Linked DNA regions of Mus musculus: all the other regions are linked to region 3. The links are chromatin contacts, called in public Hi-C and HiChIP or PLAC-seq maps. All regions are on one chromosome and are shown on one strand. The core of a region is the stretch at or near the end of the contact, and the rest is flanking DNA. Distances in the headings are between cores, read along the strand shown. Region 1 has its middle 7.6 kb from the start of Gm30665. Region 2 overlaps Gm30085 (a long non-coding RNA gene). Region 3 holds the start of Prickle1 (prickle planar cell polarity protein 1). Region 4 has its middle 36 kb from the start of Gm41388.

Region 1 (2,700 bases), core at 48-2,547, 520 kb after region 3:
GTTAAGGGCTTAACAATAACTGAATGTAAATGAAAGAGATGAACACAAGAAATTGTTCAGAGAAGGGAAGGTTTTACAACATGGAAAAGAGAGGGATGTTCGAAAGGGAAATAAATGTAAGAAAATAAATATTTGAAGTAAAATATTCAGAAATGATTAAAATCACAAATCCCTAGATTTGGGAAGCACTAAGAATTCCAATAAGGGTACAAACATAAATGTTCATGTGTTCAAACAGTATAGGACAACTGTAACTTATCAAAAGTGGACAACATAACTCAGAAGTAGGCAGAAAAACAGTTTCCTAAGAACAATAACCTCTTAGATTAGTTGTTACATGCTTTAGTGAAGATGAAGACAGAGACAGTGCAATAGACTAGAATGGAAACCCAGAGGTCAGTCTCAGGTCATGCCTTATGTCAATGATGGTCCAAGGATGTTGTTTTGAATATTGGAAAAAGAAGAGATTCCTAAAGACATAACTATACACAGGAACTATTTCTTTTGTATCAGAAAATGTCTGATACATAAGGAAAATACCAAGAATTGAAAAATCTTGTCAATAACAAAATTGTGGCATTAAAACTGAGCAAAAGTATAAGACAATATCATCTATAATGCAGGGTTGAACTGATTGTTCAATCACATGTGGGAAGAGCTGATGTTTGGATTGAGGACAAGTAGACTAAAGGTAGCCTTTTTTAAGGACGTATGTCTGTGTTGCCATCGTGGAAGTTAAGGGAAGAGGAGAGGAAGGTAGGCATGCTTTCAGTGAGTGGCAGCTGAGTCAGGGCAAGGAGAAGAGGACACAGAGGAACTAGAGGACTGAAAGGGATAGCAAAGGAAGAAAGGGAGGAAGAGAAGGAGAGGAGGAGAGGAGAAAACAAAGCCATATTTAATGAACATTCGTACAAGCTAATGTACGCAGGTAGAGCATTTTTTATCTGAAGTACTTAGGGCGGGAAGTGTTTCAGGCTCAGGACTTGTAACACTGGCATATCCATAATGAACAACTTTAGGGGCAGTATTCAACTCTAAGAACAAATTCATTTGTGTTTCAAATGCATGGCCTGACCCTGATCATACCTAATGTTTTCAAATAGTTTTGTTGTTTATGAAAGGTTGCGTCATACTGGCAGGTGTAAAGCGTTTCACTGTGGGGCAGTGGGCATGGGGGAATAAAGGGAGTGGGAGAAAACCGAAGTCCCACCAGAGTTCTGGTACTCTGGGCAGGTGGATGCAAGAGGACTGCCACATTCTTTCCACATGGCCCCGGGTGGGTGTCTGTGGGAAGCTATGGACCCAGCCCATGTGGGTGAACAAGGGGCAGTCCGAGGTCTCTGAGCCTCAGGGAGGCCAGAGATAACAGGTTCTCAGTCTCGGGCACCCCAGACACTGCTAGACACCGGGGAAGAGCTGAGAACAAAATGGGGACCCTGGGGGACGGGTGGCTCTGTCAGCCCTGGGGCAGAAGGGAAGAGAGGGCAGGGAGACAGGGGATGCTGGGTAGTTGCCACGGCTGGAGCACAGGAAGGCCTTCCAGCAGGTTAAGACACAGCTCGTTAGGGGAAAGCCTATCTCATCTTTCAAGCACGGTGGGCCTTGATGAACAGAGACAGTCTCTGGTTTTAGAGCTTTATTGTAGAAAGGCAGAGAGAAAGAGGGAAGGTAGAAAGAGGGAGACCGGCCATAGCCAAGTGGAGAGAGGGGGAAGGGAGAGAGAGAAGGGGGACTAGAGATGAGAGTAAGAAAGGTGAGAGCTTAAAGAGAGTAAGGAGGGGCCAAGCAGCCCCTTTTAAAGTGGGCTGAGCTACCTTGCTGTTGCTAGGAGCACACCTGGCTATAGTCAGGTAACTGTGGGGGTGAGTCTAGCCAGAATGCCAAAAGCTTGGAACATTGTCTGTGTGACTTATAGTCACAGAATTATGGGTTTGGGGACTCTGTGGTATTAGGCACCTGTCTCTGGAACGTGGCTCATTGTTCAGTCCCTTGTGAAATTTCCTACTGGGTCACTGGAGCAACCCTCATTCAACCAAAGCAGGCTGCCTTTGGCAGCCCCACATTTCACTTGAGGCATTATGACGGCATTTAAATAATGGGAAGCAGAACAGTTGGGATTTCAGATTTTCGCGTTGTAGATGTTGCGTCTGTACTGCCCAACTCACATCCTGTTGATTTATGTGTTTAATAGAAAGCATCGTTCTTCCTTTATATTGCACAATTGGAAATATGAAGGGTAAATATATTTTTTAAAGAAATCCCACTAAAATATTTATAAGAAACTTCATATCACTAAGTTCACAGTTTGGGGAGGCATAAAAAAATGACATATAAATTTACTACCTAAACTTTTCAAGGTTTCCGCTTTAGTGGCGTTGACTATGTTGATGCTATTGGATGCACAGAGCTTTGCTTTTCTTCCAAAAAGCAAAAAATCTACACCCAATGCACAATTTCCCCTCTCTCTCCTCCCCCATCCTTGTAGCCACTCCTCTATTTCCTGTGTCTACTTTAAATTACCTCACAAAATAGAAGCACTTATATTTTGACCATTGGGCTTATCTCAGGGTTCATCTGAGCTGTAGCCTGTGATGAGAAGTGCCCACTTCTCCCAAAATAGGTATGTCCATGCTACATTGTGTAGATCCACTCACTCATAGATGGATATTTTCATGGAGTTGAAACTCTTGGGATACTGTG
Region 2 (2,700 bases), core at 25-2,524, 590 kb before region 3:
CGATCATTTTCTGCAATGTTAGGAACATAATCTTGTCCATTGTATAATCATATTTGCTATTTCTTTAAGAGAGCCAAAATAGAATATTTAAATGTAGTCTCAAATGCACCCATTTTTAAAATGTAGTGTGTGTGTGTGAGTGTCTGTCTGTCTATCTGTCTGTGAACAGGAATTAATTCTCTCCTTCCACTTTTTGGTGGGTTTCGTGGATGTTAACTCAGGTCATCAGGCCTCATGGCAAGGACTATCTCTGCAGTCATACATTCTGCGTCAGTTAAGGACACTGAGCCACAGTGGGCAGGGAATGGTGTTATGAGGTATTTAAAAAGAGTCAGAAGGGAGCTGGTGAGATGGCTCAGCAGATAAGAGCACTGACTGCTCTTCCAAAAGTCCTGAGTTCAAATCCTAGCAACCACATGGTGGCTCACAACCATCCATATTGAGATCTGACGCCCCCTTCTGGTACGTCTGAAGACAGCTACAGTGTGTTTACATACAATATATAAATCTTTAGGGTAGATCGAGCAGGGACTGAGCGAGCAAGCGGACCAAAGAGAGCAGAGGTCCTAAAATTCAATTCCCATCAACCACATGAAGGTTCACAACCATCTGTACAGCTACAGTGTACTCATATACATACAATAATAATAAATAAATCTTTTTTTAAAATGTCAAAAGGGCAAGCTACCCAAGTCCAGGGCCCTCCAGTGTGGGTCTTTGCATATTTCATTTTTACCGGAAGGGAAATGGTTGTAGATTAAGAGAACATACACACTTTAGACAGAATACCAATTCAGCCCCTAAGAGTACAGGAAATCCATGCCTGAGAAATCTGGGCTTCATTCTGTCAGGGTTTTCCCCTCCAACTTGAACCCTATCAACAAAATACACTATCACTGCACTGGCTCCCTTATCATGTCCTTGAGAGGCCCTGGCCTGGCTCACATGTCTGCCGGCAGGCTGAGAGGAGAGAGCCCAGTCCAGCCAGGGGCTGAAGCAAGATGGTGAATGTCGCAGCCGGATCTCCTGCCTTCTGGAGAACCACCACCCTAAAACAGCCAGCCCGGAGTCTGTCAAAGCAGGAACCCCCTGCTTTTGTTTAATTGTATCAATCTTTTGTTTATAAAGGGCTGAGAGAGGAGGTGGGGTTTTTTGCTGAGGTGAGATGATGTAGGGGGAGGGGAATGGTGATGAAGGGTGTGGGGTGACTGACAAAGCCAACAAAGTTATTCTGTCAGCAGTAGCTAGGCAAAGGCAGGCTCAAGCAGGTCGTGCTGAGTCACTCCAGTACGGAAGTGACTGAGCCAGGCTCGGGTTTGTCCTCAAGGCCCAAACCAGGGCCACATAGGGCCCAACACATGTCCTTGATGCTCACAGTTTCATCGGAAAGAGCACCTGCTTGTTTCCTCTGTGCCTTCCTCTGAAAGGAGGCGGGTGTGCTGGGGGCAAGTCTAGGGGATGTAATATGCATGTGCAAAGCCACTGGTAACAACAGCTCTCCTGAAGAGAGTGGGCTCCTTACACAGAAAAATAAAAAAAGGCAGAAGGCTGTTATTAAACAAACAACCAAAAAAGCCTGTTGGCCTATGCTACCTGTTGGCCTATGCTAATGAAAAGTTCAGACTAGAACAATCTGAATGGCCCTTTGCAGTACTGATCCCAAGACTCTTAAACCTCATATGCTGAAGCTCCTACTATCTCCCGAATGTGACTTAGAAACAGGACCTAAGAGAACAAAGGTTGAGTGGGGTCCTATGAGTGGGTCCATGTCTGATCTGACTGATTCTGGTAGTCAGGAAGTGTAGATGGACCTACACTACACATACACACACATACAAACGCACGCATACACTACAGAAAAGGGACCATGTGAGACACAAAGAGGAGGTGGCCATCTGTAAGACAACAGAGGGGAGCCTCAGAAACGACCACATCTAACAGAACCATAATGAGCTTCAACCCTCCAAACCCATTGAAATAAATTTCCGCTGCCCTGACAATATTACATACCTTCTGAGTAAGACGCGACCTTTTCCTGACAAACCCTTTATATATTTTCAGAGAAACACATGTGCAATCCCACCCTTCCTCAACCAACCTACACACTGAATGTACATGCCAACTAGATGCCACGTGAGTGATATACTCAGACAAGAGAGGATGCTGTCCCTATTTCCAGATGCTTCGAGTAGGAGCTAAGGTGAAGGTGGTAAGTACCCAGGACCTTCTGGGTTCAGGCTCCCTGAATGCCACTGTGGGTTATCAAGCAATCCTCTGCTGAGACTTACACTTCGGGGAATGTCCAGAGGAAGAGCTCCACAGTCCTCCTTTGGCTCCCAGAATTGGTACCAAGGTGTTCTCCATCTCCATCTCAAACACACCAAAATCAGAGGACATGCAGCTGTTTTATATCAGGTGGTCTAGAATTTGCATATACCCTGCAAATATCCCTTTTAATTAAAATAATCTCCAGATTTCTTATAATTAAATGCTTGGTGTGATGTAAATGCGGTGCAAACCGATGTTATAGTGTACTCTTTCAGAATAATGAAAAGAAAGAAGTCTACAGATGCACATTTTTTAAAAAAAATTGTTTTTCCACCCACGTTTGGTTGAACTCACAGATGTGGAAGGCTGGCTGCATTTGCCTTCCCAGTCCTTGTTACAGCTGGGTGCAGTAGAGGACTTGGCACAGCTAAC
Region 3 (2,700 bases), core at 62-2,561:
CTTGAGCCTGTCTGAAGAGACAGATGAAGTTTCTTTCGTCCGAAAGTACATTAAAAATATCTGATGGCGAACCATGTCAATTATATAACATCAGCGCAGACACTGCCTTCCCAAAGCGCTGATTAAAACCAGGCGGCAGACAGAACTGTTCAGGGACAGATAGGAGATACAATTTCATCAAGTATAATTTGTCATTCATAAAACCTACCCTAAAAGCCACAAATGCAACATTCTTTTTTTTTTTTTTTTTTTTTTTTTTTTTTTTTTTTTTTTTTTTTTTTTTTAAACAGCACAAGTGCACTTGGGCTCCGCCAGCGATTTTTACACATGCTCCTTTTAGGCCGGTTCGCGGTGCGTTCTTCTCCTTGATCCTGGCTGCAGTTCTGCCTCTGACACGTTTTAAAACCAGGAACCAAGTGCGTCAGGCTTAAGACTCTGAGTCCTACAGGGGCGGGCTGGGACTCAAAGCTGTGCCAGCCGTCCCCACGACCTCCCGGGTACACCCCCCGTCTTCAGTCTCCCGAACGCAATCTGTGGACAATTTTCCCAAAGTCCCAAAAATAACACGGCCCTGCCAATAGTCGTTGGCGATGCCGTTTGTTTTTCTTAGAGGGCAATGAAAACTCAACAGCTTTCTGCTGCATCCCGAGTCCCGCTCCTGCTAATTATTAACAGACCTAGTTTCTTCAACTTTTTCTGCCAGAAGGGAGGACGTCGCGGCTCCCCTCCTCTCCCACGGGCGAGCTGCGTGCAGAGCAGGGGTCTCCACCGAGGGCAGGCTGCGGCTGCCTCTCCAGGGCAGGCAGCCCTTCCCGGGCACGCTAGGCGCCTAGTCTCCCCGCCGACGCCAGTAGGTGACAGGCGATCCTCAGCCACTCACCCTCGCCTCCCCGATCTCGCGTGGCCGGGCTCCGGGCCATGCAGCTGGCCTCGGCGCAGGGGGAACCTGGCTGCCACGCAGCACGAGGGGGCCGTGTGCCCAGCCTCTAGGCAGCCACAGCCCAGCAGCTCTTCTCGTGCGGTCCCCGCGCTCCCAAACCGCCGGACGTCCCACCCCGCGCCGTGACAACGCGGCCCGAGCCGCGGCGCCCCTCGCCACTCACCCCACGCGCGAGAGGCGGCCGCGCGGTCCTCGGCGGTGGCGTTGAGAGCTGCGGTCCTCCGCGTCAGGCGCGCTCCCGCGTGCGCAGCCCCGGGAGCGTCCGCAGCCGGGCCCGTAGCGCTGCGGCCGCGCGGTCCAGGTCAGCGCAGGCGGCGCGGGGCTTGCAAGGTGGTGGCGGCTCCCGGGCCGCTGCTCGGCTGCAGGCGGAGTGCGCGCTCCAGTCCCGGCCGCTGCAGAGCACCCGCCCCCGGCCGTCGCGCCGGCGCCAGCGAAATCCCGGAGCGCGGACGCAGGGGATCCAGGCGGCTCTGCGCGCCCACGCGCACAGTGCGGGGCCGCGATCCCTCCCGCGAGGCAGCACCGGCCGGGCTGCGGTCTGCAGGCCCGCCAGTCTCCGCCCCGCCCCGCCTCCGATTCTGTGCCCTTTTTAATGCTGTTGCCCAGGTTCAGCCAATAATCCAGATGGATTGATTGCCAGATAGGAAAGGTGAAGGAGAGGAAAAGGCGAACCCAATTTCCTCTGATCAAACACTTTGATGGGGTCCCTATTAGGGTTCCCTTTCCTTTGGGGGCGTGTACAGAGGGCACGAGTTAATTAAACTCTGAATTCCTTCCGGAGCTCTCGCCTCTGATAAACCCACCTGGACTCGATCCTATTTTGTGTAATTCCCCAGACTGGCCTTACTTAAGTCAGCTCCACAGCCAAGGGGTGAGATTTCAGATCAGGAAGGCCAAAGTGATCGTTTCAAGGAAAAAGCCTGAGGGTTACAGCTGAGGACCCTCGAGGACCGCGGTGTCTGGGGCCAGGACCAAGTTAGCAGGGTGCACTAGATGCAGGGTCCAAAGCCTTCATTCCACCATGAGGATAATTTTTCATTGACCAAGCCACTCTCCGTGTTTTCACTGTACCCGGTTCCCAGGGCTGGGCTGGGCTGGGCTGTCAGGCTCAGTCGCCCACGGTCAACAGGGACTCTGGCTGTTTCAAAGTTCTGCCCTGACATTTGCAGGGCCCCTTAAACCTTATCCTCTTACCTTCTCTACTCCCGGATCTGTGGAATGGACACTATGATCCCATATCTCAGAGGGCAGAGCCCACTGCAGCTGGTAATGACAACTTGACATGTGTCCCTACAAAGCTGGACCTTTGTGGACCTCCCTATGTCTTCTAAACCTTCCAAGATGCTGAAAGAAGCATCCTCCAGGACGAGAAGGCTTTGAGTGTTGCGAGTAGAGAGGATGACCTTGATTGATGGATTTGTATCTCTTTGAGGATAACCAAAGCTGACCGACCATTTTAGGACTTTCTCTGGTAGCAAGCATTTTCCATTTCTTTGGTGGCGAAGCAAAGAGAGCTTCGTTAAAAATGAAGCCAATGGATTACGAAGATGTAAAGTGACGATAACTAAAGTCAAACGAGGGAGCTCCAAAGCTAGAGTCTGTTTTCCTCACCTCTTACTCCTCAGTCGGTTAACATCCTGGATGCTACTGACTGGCACAGGCTGCTGCTATTGAAACCCTCTCCCTCGTGACCCAAGCCTTTTCGCTCCTCAGCATTTCCTTGGCCTTGGCCTTTAAAGTTGTATCTCTTCATCTTGTCC
Region 4 (2,700 bases), core at 141-2,640, 580 kb after region 3:
GCCCTTTTCCCCCGAAAATTTCTTGGCTTTATTTCTGTCTTTATTTTGCTCACCTCTGCAAAGTTCCGTTTAGATTCTGTACAAATTACTTTTCTATTGTTGTGGAAAGATACCATGACCAAGGAAACTTAGAGAAGGAAGATTTTATTTGGGGCTATGGTTGTTGGCATTTAGTCTAGGCTCTACCTCACAGATGTGCCTAACTCACTATGAAAGGGGCTGCTGGCCCCTTCACTCTCTTGCTCTCCTTTTACCCTCTTCCCTCTCTATCCCTTGCTCCCCCAACACACATGCTCATGGCCTCTCTCTCTCTCTGTGTCTCTCTCTCTCTCTCTGCCTGTCTCTTTCTCTACTCCCTCAACTCCCTTCCCCATGCCGTAAACAAACTCTATTCTATACTACACCCATTGTGTGGCTGGTACCTCAGGGGGAAGAGATGCCTGAGTATGGGCCTTCAGAGAAACCCCCTTCCCCCACACCATACTGCACATCCACCAAACATACCCGTCTTCTTTTTTATTTTTTTTATAAAACACCACAATGGTTCCAGAGTTCATGATGGCTGAGAGGAGATAGTAGGTTGCAGGCAGCGGCTACATCTGCTGAGAGCTCATATTTCAAACAATAAACAGCACGCCAAGGAAGAACTCACTCAAAATGGCAGTAGTCTTTTGAAACCACAAAGCATGCCCCAGTGGCATGCCTCCTCCAGCAAGCCCACACTTCCTAGTCCTCTCCAAGCAGACACCAACTGAGGACCAAGTATTCGAATGCCTAAGACTTAAGGGGGCAGGGCACCTCCTTCAAACCATCACCATTCCTTTCATCCCATTAAGTAAATTTGTCCCAGTTCTTCAATATTTGTTATTTGAGCACTTTGCCAGACACACTTTCATTTTTTCTTTCTTTTTGTGAGGGTGGTGTATGCACAGATGCATGCATGTGTTGGGGTGCAATTACCCCACACGCGTGCATGTGGAGGCCGGAGGTTGGTTTGGAATGTCTTCCTTGATGGTTCTCCCTCTAGTTTTCTGACTCATGATCTCTCTCTGAGCCTGAGGATTGCCTTTTACACTAGACTGCCTAGCCAGTCAGGGAGCCCCTGGGATCTTCTTGAGTCTACCTGCCACCTACTAGCCCAGTGCTAGGGTTACAGATGCCAGTCCCATACGACCAGCTTATTATGTAGGTGCTGGGGGTCACTGCTTTACCCATTGGCCCATCTCCTCGCTCTTCTTTTCCTGTTCCTGTTGCTCCGTTCGCACGGACATTTCCTTGTGTGTTTTGTGATTTGGAGGGTGTAAACGAGTCACTTCTTAGAGCTGCTTAAACCTTACAGAGCCTGCCTATTCCTCCATACGGCAGTTCCTTTTGCTTCTGGTAATTGGCTCTTGCCCAAACCAAAATGACTCTGAAGTGAAGTTCAAACCGGAGAGCACAGACCACACAGGTGGTATTAATTAATGCAGGTCATAAACCCATTTGAAGGCTGCCTTCTGGCTGTGAATTCTAAGAGAGCTTTTATTATTCTCTTGGCAGCTTTTACATCTAAGAGTGTGATTTTCCTCACTCTGTCTTCTGGACAGTTGGTTTATTTCTGAGGTGAGCTGCCTTGCACCTTGGGGCCTGGCTCTATGGAGGTCTCCAGCTAGAATCCTGATCATTGAAGGCCAAAGACCTTCTTATGTGTCCTCTTTGCCCTCCAGCCACCAATGTAGAAGTTCAGTTCTTCTTAGCTCTGCTGAGACCCTTGGGGGCAGCAAGAGCAATCTTTGGTGTTTAACTGCCTCCTACAATATCTACTTTGACTTCTTATTTACTTCTGGGAGTTCTACAGCTTCTAATTCAACTGGTGGGGTCTTTTCGTGTTTGAGTCTTAGAAGTATAATACTTGTACTGGCTTTTTGGATCTGGCTTTCATTAAATGGAAATAATGTTTAGTAATAAGTTTAACTAGTATTCTTCCCCTTACATATCACCACTTTAATTTACCGGGAACCCTTAGTTTTCTTTATGTATGTGAAATTATTTACTCATGGATGACCACAGTCATTTCTTCTCATTCATCTGTGGAAGCTACCATAGTTGACCACAAAATCAGAGAGTGGGACAGAAGCCACTATAAGGGCAGAAAGTCTCCAAGATATAGAGGATGCTAAGAAGGCAAATCATGGAAGGCAAGGCACAGCTGGAGAGGATCAATTTCTGATGCTCTATAGCACAACAGATGATCCCAGCCAATAATGCACAGAATATAAAACATTTTGAAGGTGTTGCTGTATCCAGCACACTGTACCACTGAGAAACAGACTCACCCTTATTTTTGCCTTAGCTAAAAGCTGAAGACACTATTGCAATTTGTTCTTTCTGAGGTATTCATGAAGTATTAAGGATACCTTAGGCCAGTGGTTCTCAACCCATGGTGACCATTCATTTTGCGGGTGGGGGCCATTGAACAGCCCTTTCACAGAAATCGCTTAAGACCATTGGAAAACACAGGTAATTACATTACAATTCATAACAGTGGCAAATACAAAGTAGAAGTAGCAACAAAAATAATTTTATAGTTGAGAATAGCAACTCAAGGAACTGTATTAAAGGGTCTCAGCATTGGGAAGGTTGAGCACCGCTGTGTCTTAAGTTGTATGAAAAACCCTGTGAAGCTGAAAATAAAAGTTTGATTTAACCTAAATTAAAAAG

What was found. Hi-C and Micro-C count contacts between places; a contact is called where the count stands out from the background. HiChIP or PLAC-seq counts read pairs in DNA pulled down with a chosen protein or histone mark.
Region 1: a contact with region 3 is called in an H3K4me3 HiChIP or PLAC-seq map of the SCID.adh cell line, with 8 read pairs. The contact joins the enhancer-like site here to the promoter of Prickle1 in region 3. A contact is called at or near these places in 8 of 39 promoter capture datasets (the 3T3-L1 cell line, 3T3-L1-derived adipocytes, HPC-7-derived erythroid cells and 4 more), 2 of 484 Hi-C or Micro-C datasets (embryonic fibroblasts and nephron progenitors) and 9 of 115 datasets of contacts at active chromatin or transcription factors (the SCID.adh cell line, T-cell acute lymphoblastic leukemia, astrocytes and 6 more).
Region 2: a contact with region 3 is called in a Hi-C map of embryonic stem cells, with 2.8 times the contacts expected there. The contact joins the enhancer-like site here to the promoter of Prickle1 in region 3. A contact is called at or near these places in 1 of 39 promoter capture datasets (pre-B cells) and 1 of 484 Hi-C or Micro-C datasets (embryonic stem cells).
Region 4: a contact with region 3 is called in an H3K4me3 HiChIP or PLAC-seq map of the SCID.adh cell line, with 11 read pairs. The contact joins the enhancer-like site here to the promoter of Prickle1 in region 3. A contact is called at or near these places in 13 of 39 promoter capture datasets (3T3-L1-derived adipocytes, the HPC-7 cell line, the SN4741 cell line and 10 more), 1 of 15 datasets of contacts at CTCF or cohesin (the NIH/3T3 cell line), 1 of 484 Hi-C or Micro-C datasets (uterus) and 15 of 115 datasets of contacts at active chromatin or transcription factors (the SCID.adh cell line, cardiomyocytes, craniofacial prominence and 11 more).

The regions. Positions count from the first base shown.
Region 1 is chr15:94,114,349-94,117,048 of GRCm38.p6, forward strand. No RefSeq gene overlaps it. Among named protein-coding and RNA genes, the nearest start is that of Gm30665, 7.6 kb to the left of the region's middle. Within about 2 kb of position 1,298, at least 2 of the 459 cell types and tissues checked have an H3K27ac peak or open chromatin away from gene starts, as enhancers often do. A contact at or near this core is called in the SCID.adh cell line, where this site is marked.
Region 2 is chr15:93,004,892-93,007,591 of GRCm38.p6, forward strand. Gm30085 (a long non-coding RNA gene) reads left to right here. Exons shown (of 6, transcript XR_384349.4): 3 at 2,062-2,209. Among named protein-coding and RNA genes, the nearest start is that of Gm30085, 4.7 kb to the left of the region's middle. Within about 2 kb of position 1,275, at least 62 of the 459 cell types and tissues checked have an H3K27ac peak or open chromatin away from gene starts, as enhancers often do. A contact at or near this core is called in embryonic stem cells, where this site is marked.
Region 3 is chr15:93,594,591-93,597,290 of GRCm38.p6, forward strand. It overlaps Prickle1 (prickle planar cell polarity protein 1), which reads right to left and starts at 1,312. Exons shown (of 8, transcript NM_001033217.5): 1 at 1,104-1,312.
Region 4 is chr15:94,172,866-94,175,565 of GRCm38.p6, forward strand. No RefSeq gene overlaps it. Among named protein-coding and RNA genes, the nearest start is that of Gm41388, 36 kb to the left of the region's middle. Within about 2 kb of position 1,391, at least 8 of the 459 cell types and tissues checked have an H3K27ac peak or open chromatin away from gene starts, as enhancers often do. A contact at or near this core is called in the SCID.adh cell line and embryonic limb bud, where this site is marked.